2 separate regions of the Anser cygnoides genome follow, and region 1 is linked to region 2. Evidence: chromatin contacts called from public Hi-C data. All regions are on one chromosome and are shown on one strand. Each heading gives the region's core, a stretch centred on a gene start, on an enhancer-like site or on the middle of the called end of the contact. The rest is flanking DNA. Distances are from core to core; before and after follow the strand shown. Region 1 holds the start of LOC106033034 (dual specificity protein phosphatase 13B-like). Region 2 has its middle 18 kb from the start of COMTD1.

Region 1 (5,080 bases), core at 1,096-3,595, 64 kb after region 2:
CACATGGGCAATACATAAGTGCTATTTGAGGCTGAAGGGCTGAGGAATGTAGTGCTTGTTAACATATGCTGACCAACTGTTTTATTTAGTCAGCATTGTTAAATTTAGTTGCCTTAAAATAGATGTAAGATTAGCATAGAAGAAAGCAAAATGACTGCCCATTAAAGAAGAACCTTCAAAACAGACTAAAATGGATTGAGACCAAATTTATCTTTATGAATTTGTATTATTTTAAAATCATTAAGAAAAAACAATTTTCTAAATGGTGCAGCATTTAACATGTAGACCACAAGGCAGAATCATGATTCTGAGTAGCCTTAAAATTGAACCATGATTTTTTTTCTCCATTTTCTCAATTTATTTTTAACTAGAATGGCAATTTTCAAATAATAATAATAAAGTACTCCAATATTTGCTGTTTGTATTATAAGCTGATTTTCAGTTGAAATTTCTGACAAAATGTCTGAACATCCTGAATGACACCAGACTTCATTGTTTATTTCTCAGACTTGTACAGATGGTTGTTTCACTCTGGAGCATGAAGGGAACACACAGTCACCTGCAGTGAATGTGCCTAGTGTTCAGTTTTTTTTGTCAAAACACATTCTTTACACCACCAGCAAGTTGAAAGCATGTTGAAATAACTGAAAATTATAATAATTCCTAAAGGAGAGAAGCAGAAGGAACTAAAGATCCTTTGACTAATTGCCCATTGATTACAGCTAAAAGTAGGAATCTTTTAGCTGTGAAAAAGCTGAACAGAAAAGCCCAGTGGTCCTTCACTACCTTCAATCTGCTGTGAAAATCCTATCTACTTCCATGAACTTCTGACTTGGTGGTGAGAGTGGGAAACCTGCTTTCTCTTTTCCAGTTAAACCTTGTGACTATACTTGGAAATTAAAAAAAAATAAATTACGGACTTTTTTGTCTCAACACCATCACTTGATTTTAGACATTCTTCTAAGTGCAGATTTAAGACATCCTTTTAATGCCCATGGGGATATATGTTACATATTATCCTTCCATGTGTATTTCTAAATGCATTCTATGTATTAAAAAAAAAGAATGGTGGGAAAAAATGTATAGATAGCAGTGTGTACATATAGTAAGTAAAAGATGAACTTTCAGCCAAGATGAATAAAAATGCAAAGAGATTTGCTAATGCAACAGCTGATCTATAATATGGAGGTTAAATATAAAGAGTGAAAGACTGCAATCATTGAAACTAGAAATTTATCAAGTACTATCAATGGAATTTTCTGTATGCTACCAACATCAATTCAACAAATATGAACAGCACCTCAGAATAAGGTTTCATAGCATCTTCTTGAGGTGGAAGTGTGTGGGAGAGAGAGAATTTGCATTTAGGGACTTACCCAGTACACAGTGAAGTCAACAAACAGTGATTGTTTCTGTTATTGAGCAAACCTGTGCCAGCATCAGGACTTGTGCCACAGCTCGTGCCATATAACCCAAAGCAGTACCATAAACTGTCACTGCTTGTTCCTGTGGAACCAGTTATGTGCAGCTCCTCAGGAGCTACCAGGCAATTAAAGATAAATCTAGAATTAAAGCTGTATTCTATAAGACATTTTTCCTTATGACTTTATCAGAATTTTGATGGTCAGTCTCTTTAAATGAGTTAAATATAATTCATTATATACTACACATGATAACATTATATAATATATACTATAAATAAAGCAGGTTTGGCTGACTTTACATGATGTCTTTCATCCTGGAGGACTTTGAAGTGGTCAACAAACCGATTATTAAATATTTGTCTGCTATCAGCCACTGCTGATACAAAAGGCCAAGGCCAAGACCCTTTGGGTTGAAAGGTAAAATATTTTTATAAGTGCTGCACAATAAGCAACTCAGGGCACAAGATGTAAAACATCCTGCAAAAATTAAACTTGACAGTGAATTTAAAATAGGCAGGTTTAACAAGTGGAATATAGCCATATTAACAAGATTAATACCACCCCAGCAAAGAAATATGACACAATCACAGTTTGGGGCAAAAGGGTTACAGGCTGTACTAAAACCTGACTGGGTTATTTCAGCATTGTACTTCAAGTCCAATTGTAGGAGGACCTGAGCTACCTCATGAAGTGAATTTTTGCAAGGTGTTTGGGCCAGTAACTCCCAATGACTGTAGTCAAATGGAGCCTGCAATACTTGTTAAATTTACAGGAAGTTATATTTTTTCTACACCTATTTTGAGTATATTCAGAAATCACAACCTTTTACTTTTAACTACATCACTGTTTCCTATGCAAGTCTCAAAGTGTGGTAGGCCCTAAGCTCTTGCAGACTAAGACGTTACAAGGCAATAAGATATATTGCGCTGCTTTTTGTCACAAGCTTTCATACACGATTCTCCACAGCTTCATAGCCCAAGGCAAGAAAGACCTGTGGAGACTTGGTGTCCCTTGAGTACTGAATGCTGCACATTTTGCATACGGAAGCAAAGGGGACCAAACATTCCATGGCCAGGAAAGTCATTGTTATGGAATATCTGCAGAGGACTTTCACCTTGGCACGCATTTCTATACCACCTCTGAGTACATTCACAAGGCCAAATGCTGGTAAGCCACTGCTCTAACACAGCACTTCCATTAAGCAATCACAGATTACTTTAGAAGCATTAACTATACTTCATTCAACCACTGGGTAAGCCTAATTATCTACTTCTACAGATATTGTCTCCATGGTAAGAGGGAGGATAGCAGCATCCTGAAAGATACGGAGTGGCCCACAAAACTACATCCAAGTCAGTGTCAAGGATCACACATGGCCCACTGTAATGACCGGAGTGTATCTTCTGTAACAGAAGAGAAAAAAGTAAGCAAGTAGAAATGGGAACAATGCTGTATTTTAGTGGGTGGGGAGAAGGACTGAGTTTTCAGTTGAAAAAACACTGTTGTTGTTGTTGTTATTTGAGTTTTTCTGTATTGATTCATCAGAATACAAAACACACAAAATGTTACTTTCTGGTTTGAGAAGCAGCCAAAAATCCGCAAACAGCTATTGTAAAGACATGCCAATTGGCCATTTACAGAGCCTAATGCCATATGTTTTCCTATTTTTCTGGACTCAGATCTCTAGTAACAAAAAGTGGTTCTTGATTTATGAAAGAGATGAATGTAATACCCTGAAGGGTACTTTATCTCAGCTGCTGTAAATTCGATCTCTAAGAAATGAGATGATGTGAGTAAGGCAGAAGTACCAGCTTATGCCATCTGTGACCATGGCACTATTCTCTGCAGCCTGGAACAGCACAACATGTATTAATTTCTATTTTGCAGGAAAATTTTGGTTCACTGTATTCTTGGAAAAAGCAGATCTGCCTCCTTTGTGCTACCTTAACCTTATGATCTTCCATCTTCTTTCTCTGGGCAATGCTATCCAAGGAGTTATCCATTACTGAGGAACTTCAAGCGGAAGGTTCCTGAAACAGCTGCAGGACTTAGATATTGAACTAAGATACATACGGTATACACCTATGTAAATTCTTATGAAATAGAAGATCAAAGTGACAGGAAGAAATGTCAGACAGCCAGTCTGAATATGAGATAAAGATGAAAGGAATGTGACCTAAAGCTTTGGCATCAAACCTATGTTTCCCCTCTGTTTAGAGGACAGAGGGTTTTTCCAGTCACTACTCAAACATTTGGTTAAATGAAGGCAACAAATGTGCTAGACAGACCTCTAGAATATGCTCCCCATTTGCTGTCCCCTCTGTTTGCAAAGACTCATAAAACCTGACTTCAAGAGAAAGCAATCCCATGTTTGAAGTTAAAGCTCTTAAGAATAACCCTGGACTTAAAATGATGGTAACCTGTTTTGTTGCAGTGGGATCAACAAATGAAAAGGGAGGAAAATGTGGAAGTCCAGCACAGACAACAAGTTACCCAAATGGGGGACAGAGTTTTCCCACCCTGCTGACAATAGATGCTCAGTTCCCAAGGACTTCCCAGAGGTACCTTCCTGCCACCATGTCCTCTGTCCAGCTCAGTCTTAGCTTTATGGACCTGAGATTTACAGCAACGGATTGCCATAAATTAGCTCTTTTCTCAGAATGCCCTGTTCCCACCAAAATTCTCTTTAAGCAAGCTGTGCTGTGTCTTCAGTGCTAGCGAACACATAAAGAGCTGAGTTCCTTAATTTTACAGGAATATTTCATAAAGAAACTGCTCTTTCAACCCTACTCTGCTTGCTCAGAGCTTCTCCCATTAGCGTGTCTTCTGTCACTTTCTCACAAAGGAAAGGGGAGTGAAATGATAAAATGCTAATTAGATTTTTGAAATGAATGCAAATTAACAAGCAAAGCTACACCACCTTGTGGTAGTTCTTATCTTAGGGCAGATCCTAGAAAAACAGTTATAGACTGAAGTCCTGGAGACACAGAAGTAAAATACCCGGGGAAAGCCGCAGGTGACAACTCCAGCTTCTCAGCAGAACTATGCAGCATTTGCAGTGAGTTTGTTTGCAGTGTGCATACATTTCTGTACAAACGAACACAGTGCAACTTGGGAACATCAGTGCTGGGGACAATCAATCCACGGTGAAACTCCCACCAATAAAAACAGTGGTGCAACCCAGGGCTGAGTTAGCTTTCCCATGCAGAGGTGTCTACCGAGGACGGCATGGCCTAGGAGGCGTATGTAACTGGCAGGTTCTCAAGTGTCAAAATAGAAGCAGAATCACCAGCTGCGTACATCCTGTGCTCCACAAGCGAGACGCAAACAAGAAAAACAGTCGAGCTGTCTGTTGGAAAAAGCAGCTTCCCAGGATCACCCCAACCACGGTGTAATTGTGATCAATCGCATTGGCAAGTATCAGTTTTCCATATGTGTTTCACCTAATGCTGGCTGCCTGTGGAGAGCAGCTCGGGCAGGCTGATGCATGCTTGTTATCGCCGGCATAAATATCTCTGCCTCGTGTTATTGTGGCACAAAGCAGCTGGACCATTTGAAAATCATTTAAAAAGCACTATAAAATTAGGGCTCCAGTGCTCTTATTTTATGACTTTCATGAGCAGCCATTGCCTAGAGAGAAATTATCCTCTTTATTT
Region 2 (5,199 bases), core at 2,041-4,540:
AGAAGGACCAAGGAGCCTCGTGCTAAGGTCACATTTCTCCAGCAGAAGAGGTTAGGGAGACAGACTCACCAACAGAAGGTATAATTGTTTCTTCAATGTTTAATTATCTTCTTTTTTCCACCTTGTGTTTGATTTCATATCCATAAAAGGAAATTAGACCACAACAGCTACAGCAGCACCAAATCATTTTAGTGACTCCCTTTAACTTTCCTCAAAGGGATTCAAAGGCATCAAGTAAAAGGGAAGGAAAACAGAGAGCAAGTAAGAATGAGTTTTCCTATGCAACAGGAAACCTATCCTACAAAAGGAAAGCAGTGAAATGAACTCCTTTCTTTTCCTGGAAAGTTCACTTTTCAGATGCTTTCCCCTCTTCCCTCACTCCCTTGCTATAAAACAGGCCGAGCTCCCTGTGCCCACAGGCCTGTTTCCCAGGTACCTGCGGAGGCCTGAGGCTGGCTGGCTGAATGTGCCACTAGGCCAGGGCAGGCACGTTGACAGCTTGTGCCCCTGCCCTGCCAAACTACTTATAGCAGTACTCCCTATTTCTAAATCCCGGAATCCCAGGCAGAACTTTGGGAACGATCTCGTTTCAAGAAGAAGACCCTGAAGTGGCCTAAAGTACAAACCTCTCAAGGTAGTGGCTCTTGCTTCCTGCAGAACATCACTCTCTACTCATGAGGCAAGCTATGTTTTGTCTCATATAAGTGACCAAATAACCTCACTCCATGGCACGACAGCACCTCTTGGGACATAGGTGTGCTGCTGGGAGAGACTGCTACAAGCAGCCACAGCACACTTCTCTGCTACTGCTTCAGGCAAAGAGGAAACGGGGATGTTGGGCCAGAGTGTTTAAACAGCCCCCAGGAGGAAGAAAAATTGAAGAAGGGATGTAAGTAGATCCAATAGCACACTCATATACCCTGATAGAGAGAAGACCTTTCCTATAAAGTGTTAGGTTTCATCAGAAAACCCACCAGTCTTGCACCAGACTCAATGTCGTAGCACATTTCACAATGAACTCCAAAAAAATAAAAGAAAAATAAAGTGTTTGAGCAAACATAGGAAGAGATCAGCCTTCTTTTACAAAGGCTGCAGTGCAAACCTGCAGCCAGGCTAAATAACAGCACCCTAACAAGTTGCTTGTGAACTACAGTTTACTTAAAAACATTTCATGAAACACTGGCTCCCAAAACACCAGACATTGCCTCACACCTACCTGGTGCTGTCTTCTAGTAGGAAAGACTCTCAAAACCCCCAAAAAGACAACCAGGCAGAACTGACCCCACTGGCTGAACACCCCAGGTGCAACCAGCATCCACATACTCACTCTCAAAAGCAGATGCTGATAAATTAGAGAAGTGGCAATCACACCAGGTGATCCTCATGATCATAACCCACCAAATCCACTCAAAAAGGTAGAGACAAAGAAATTCACAAAACCTGTAAATTTGGCCTTCACAACACCATCACAGAAAAATAATAATAATAAAAAGATAATAAAAAAAATCTGAGAAATCATCATGATGCTAAAACAGCTTATCCCTCTGCTGCCCTCCAGCCCACCATCAGCTGCTGATTACCTCCCAGGGCAGCCATCTGAGCCGCCACAGACCCTGCAGCCTTCACCCAGGGGCCTGCGAACAGCCACCCCAACCCCTGCCCCTGTCAGTGGGACTCTGCTCAGGCCCAGGCAGCCACCCCAGCAGGTGGTCCTGGCAGGGCAGAGGGGCTCAAAACGCCTAGAGAAGGGGTTTTGACACACTGCACTGGGGCTGGGGAATGAGGCCTGAAGACTAATGAGAGCCAAGGGGAGAGGGGTGAGGCGAGGCAGCCCCCAGCAGCAGGCAGTGGTAGCCCTGGGACAGCAGTGCTGGCTGCGCAGTCACGGCCCAGCCCCATGGGCACGCTGGCCTTCTGGTTTTGTCCAAGACACGGACTTTGTACGTTCATGAAAGTAAACAAAACAGCCCTGACAAAACCTACCTCATCTTCCGCCCTTAACTGGAATATCCTGTGAGACAGCTTTCAACCGATCGCTCGGTGTGGCAGGGATCACGGTGCAATTGTTCGTCACAGCAGTGGGGAACAACCAGCGACAGCTTCCTAGTGTGGGACTGCTGCCTCATGAAAGTATACATGTGCTTTATGACAGGACAGGCTCTGGTCGTGGATTTGCTTGGCTCTTTCCCCTGTTCCTGCTTGATTGGGACTTAAGTTAACTGTAGAAAGACGGTGTAGGGAGATTTTGCGAACGACCTGTGTGTCCCTGTGGTGCATTGCCACCACAGTCTGTCCTGCCGCACCGCGGGGCCTGGTGCCACCAGCTGCCTGATACAGAAAAACCCCAGGTCAGGCAATGCTTCGAATTCCTCCCCTTTGCCTCCTGGCCTCTGACACAGGGCACACTCTGCCCTTCTGTTGGCATGAGCAGCCAGATCTTCTTGGTGGAAACCGAGGGCCCTCGAGCCATTTTGAGGCTGCCAGACAAGGAGATAACCTGCCTCTTCAACCCGTGTTTTTAGGGCGGGGATGAGCCCAGGCAGTGGCTGCAGGCTGCTGGTGTTGGAGAGCCAGACCAAGGCTCCACAAGCGTCAACGCACACTGTCCTGCTTGCACACACGCGGGTGCGGGTGACAGCTGGGTGCTGTGGCCTAAGGTTTCCCTCCCCTCCAGCTCTGTTTCTTTATCTAAGAACCAGGCTTAGGCATACGGCAAATATTATGTCCCTATTCGGTCAATGAGCTAATCAAAGGTATGAGAGAAATATTAAATAAAGAAGCTCTGGTTTTATTTCGTTCCCCAGAGAGATCAGAAAGGAAAGCAGTGGCCACCAGGTGGCACACCCGCCCCACAGGCCAGCCTGGTGGCGCACGGCCCCTGCCCAGCCCGGGTAGTCCCGACCGGGCTATGGGGACAGCCACCCCCTCCTAGCTCCTACCGGGACGTTTAAGAGATTGTGGGAACAGCAGACAGTAAATTATGACAACGCTGTTTCAACTGCTGCAGGAGAAAACTCCTTGATCTCATCCCTACCAAAAAAGTACCCCTCCTCAAAATTCTTACCTGGATAACATCCAAGCCCTAAACACAGCACAACTTTTGATTTCTCAAATGAAAAATGTAAGCATGCCTAACACAGATTTGGTTAAGGTGTGTTTTCAATAACACCACCATGGATAAAATAAAATGTCTAGGGACAAATGCCATTAGTTACTTGTGAGCTACGCCTTCCACTCTCCTCACCACACCAGGCTGGGGTTCAGATAGAGCACTTGTACCCATGACTCACATAGCACACCCAGACTAGCTCCATGAAGCACACCAGATAAGATTAATGAAAGTTAGTAATAGCTGTTTAAATTTTAATGCTTCTGGCAGAGGTTAAGTAAACATGAAAGATTCTCTGAGTCACCAACAATGCGGAATTAAATAGGCAGAGTCCTTACTTCAGCATCAGGGTCTTCCCCCACAGACCCAGGACAAAGAACAACCCACAACACCCACGGACTGTTGAAAGATTTCTGCTGTATGCGCTACAGTTAACCGGCAGGAATTGTACTGCAAGTATTTCGGTAGAATTGAATTCAGCAGAAAATGCTAAAGGTCAAACAGCTGGAGCTGAGACGAAGTCTGATTGCTTGCCATCTTTAAAGCTCTGCCAGTGCTTTTCCTAACACTAGAAGTTAAATATGAGTGTACATAAGAAATCTGGATGATCTTACTGAATCTGTAAGAAACACCCCACATTCTAACAGTATTTTTTAGAAGTGCATATTATTTTTCCAGAAATTGCTGTGCATGACATTTTTGCCTCTTTTATATGAGTGTTAGTATCATACTCACAGCTAAAGCAAAAGCTAGTTACACACTAAGCTCACAAAAAATGAATTTAGTTGTTTTTTGCTTTCCATTTTACCGAACCTGTATAAAGACTGACAACCCTAAGGCAGGCCCAGGAACTTTGTAATAAGGGAAACATCACTACAACACAACGAACACACACACACTACAGTAACTGATGCGCTTTATGTTTTTATTCCTATTCCAGATCAGGAACAAAAATATTCCATGGCAAAGGGAGGCTGACGAACACATTAGAACAGCTTGCAACAAATACAGCCTTTTCATGCCACAGAAGAACCCAACCAGATTTTTTCTTTGGGTTTTCCTTTTTGGTAGTTCACAGGAAGCATTTGTACCTGCTGTTAAATCACTGCTGCCACAGGTGAGACCCAGGATGTTTTTTTTTTTAATCAACAATTAGTGGCTTACCTTGCATAGAATTGCTCCTGTCTTCGCTGACTGATATAAGGAAGCAAGGACCTTTTACGTAAACAGGGTTGAATCATTTGCACATTGCAGTCTTATCTGTTCAGTTCTACTTCCTGTAAAAGTGCAGTCACTGTAGGTTCAAACACAGCACCCTGTGCCAGCACACAGAGCACTGCCAGTAGCAAGCCAAGCGCCAGAACAGGACATTAGAGGGCAGTATGCGCACTCTGTTGCTACCTGGCTTTATTCCAGCAATACCCAAGGGAAAGTTAAAAACCTAGGCCCCAGTGTTTGGGTGTGAAAGGCTTCCACGCCCAAAGGAATTCCAAACAAGTTTCCTGGTTTCTTAAGACTGTAGTGCACAAAAAGCAGATTTAAGAATATATTACACCAAGCTGATCTGTGAGTGCAATGTTAGTTGATAAAACCTGGAAAATTTCTGCAAAATAGGAAGAATAAACGTTTGAGTCACTCAGTAAGTTGTGGGGAGGATGTAATTTCATATGCAAGGAGTTTTACTTAGCAAAGTTGATTACATCTCCTTGCAATGTGCACACAGACAACCACTATTCCAGCTGTACCAGGGAAGAATGCAATGCTATAGTTCACACAAACAAGATGCACATCCATCTTCAGGTCACTATCTCAAGTGCTTTATTTTGCTCAGAACAACAGCTGCGGAAAGTCTGGCTAGTACTGAAAGTTATCATTAAGGCTTTTCACATTTTCTAATAAAGTGAAGCTATTTAAACTACCACCATTCCTTACCACAAAACTCCAGTTACACCACTAGCTTCTGTAACATACTTGAAAAGAAAGTTTGAAAGCCATTTCTATAAGCCTTACTTGTGAGATGCCAAGAGATAAGACACCAAACTTCTTTTTCTTACTTAAGGTAGCAATTTATGACAATATTTTAGGAAGCT

What was found. A called contact is a pair of places that touch in the nucleus more often than the background predicts.
Region 1: a contact with region 2 is called in a Hi-C map of liver, with 3 times the contacts expected there. The contact joins the promoter of LOC106033034 here to the enhancer-like site in region 2. A contact is called at or near these places in 5 of 7 Hi-C or Micro-C datasets (fetal liver, granulosa cells and liver).

Annotation. Positions count from the first base shown.
Region 1 is chr7:36,738,540-36,743,619 of Taihu_goose_T2T_genome, forward strand. It overlaps LOC106033034 (dual specificity protein phosphatase 13B-like), which reads left to right and starts at 2,346. Exons shown (of 5, transcript XM_013176341.3): 1 at 2,346-2,591; 2 at 2,703-2,847.
Region 2 is chr7:36,673,706-36,678,904 of Taihu_goose_T2T_genome, forward strand. No RefSeq gene overlaps it. Among named protein-coding and RNA genes, the nearest start is that of COMTD1, 18 kb to the left of the region's middle. Within about 2 kb of position 3,291, at least 1 of the 3 cell types and tissues checked has open chromatin away from gene starts, as enhancers often do. A contact at or near this core is called in liver, where this site is marked.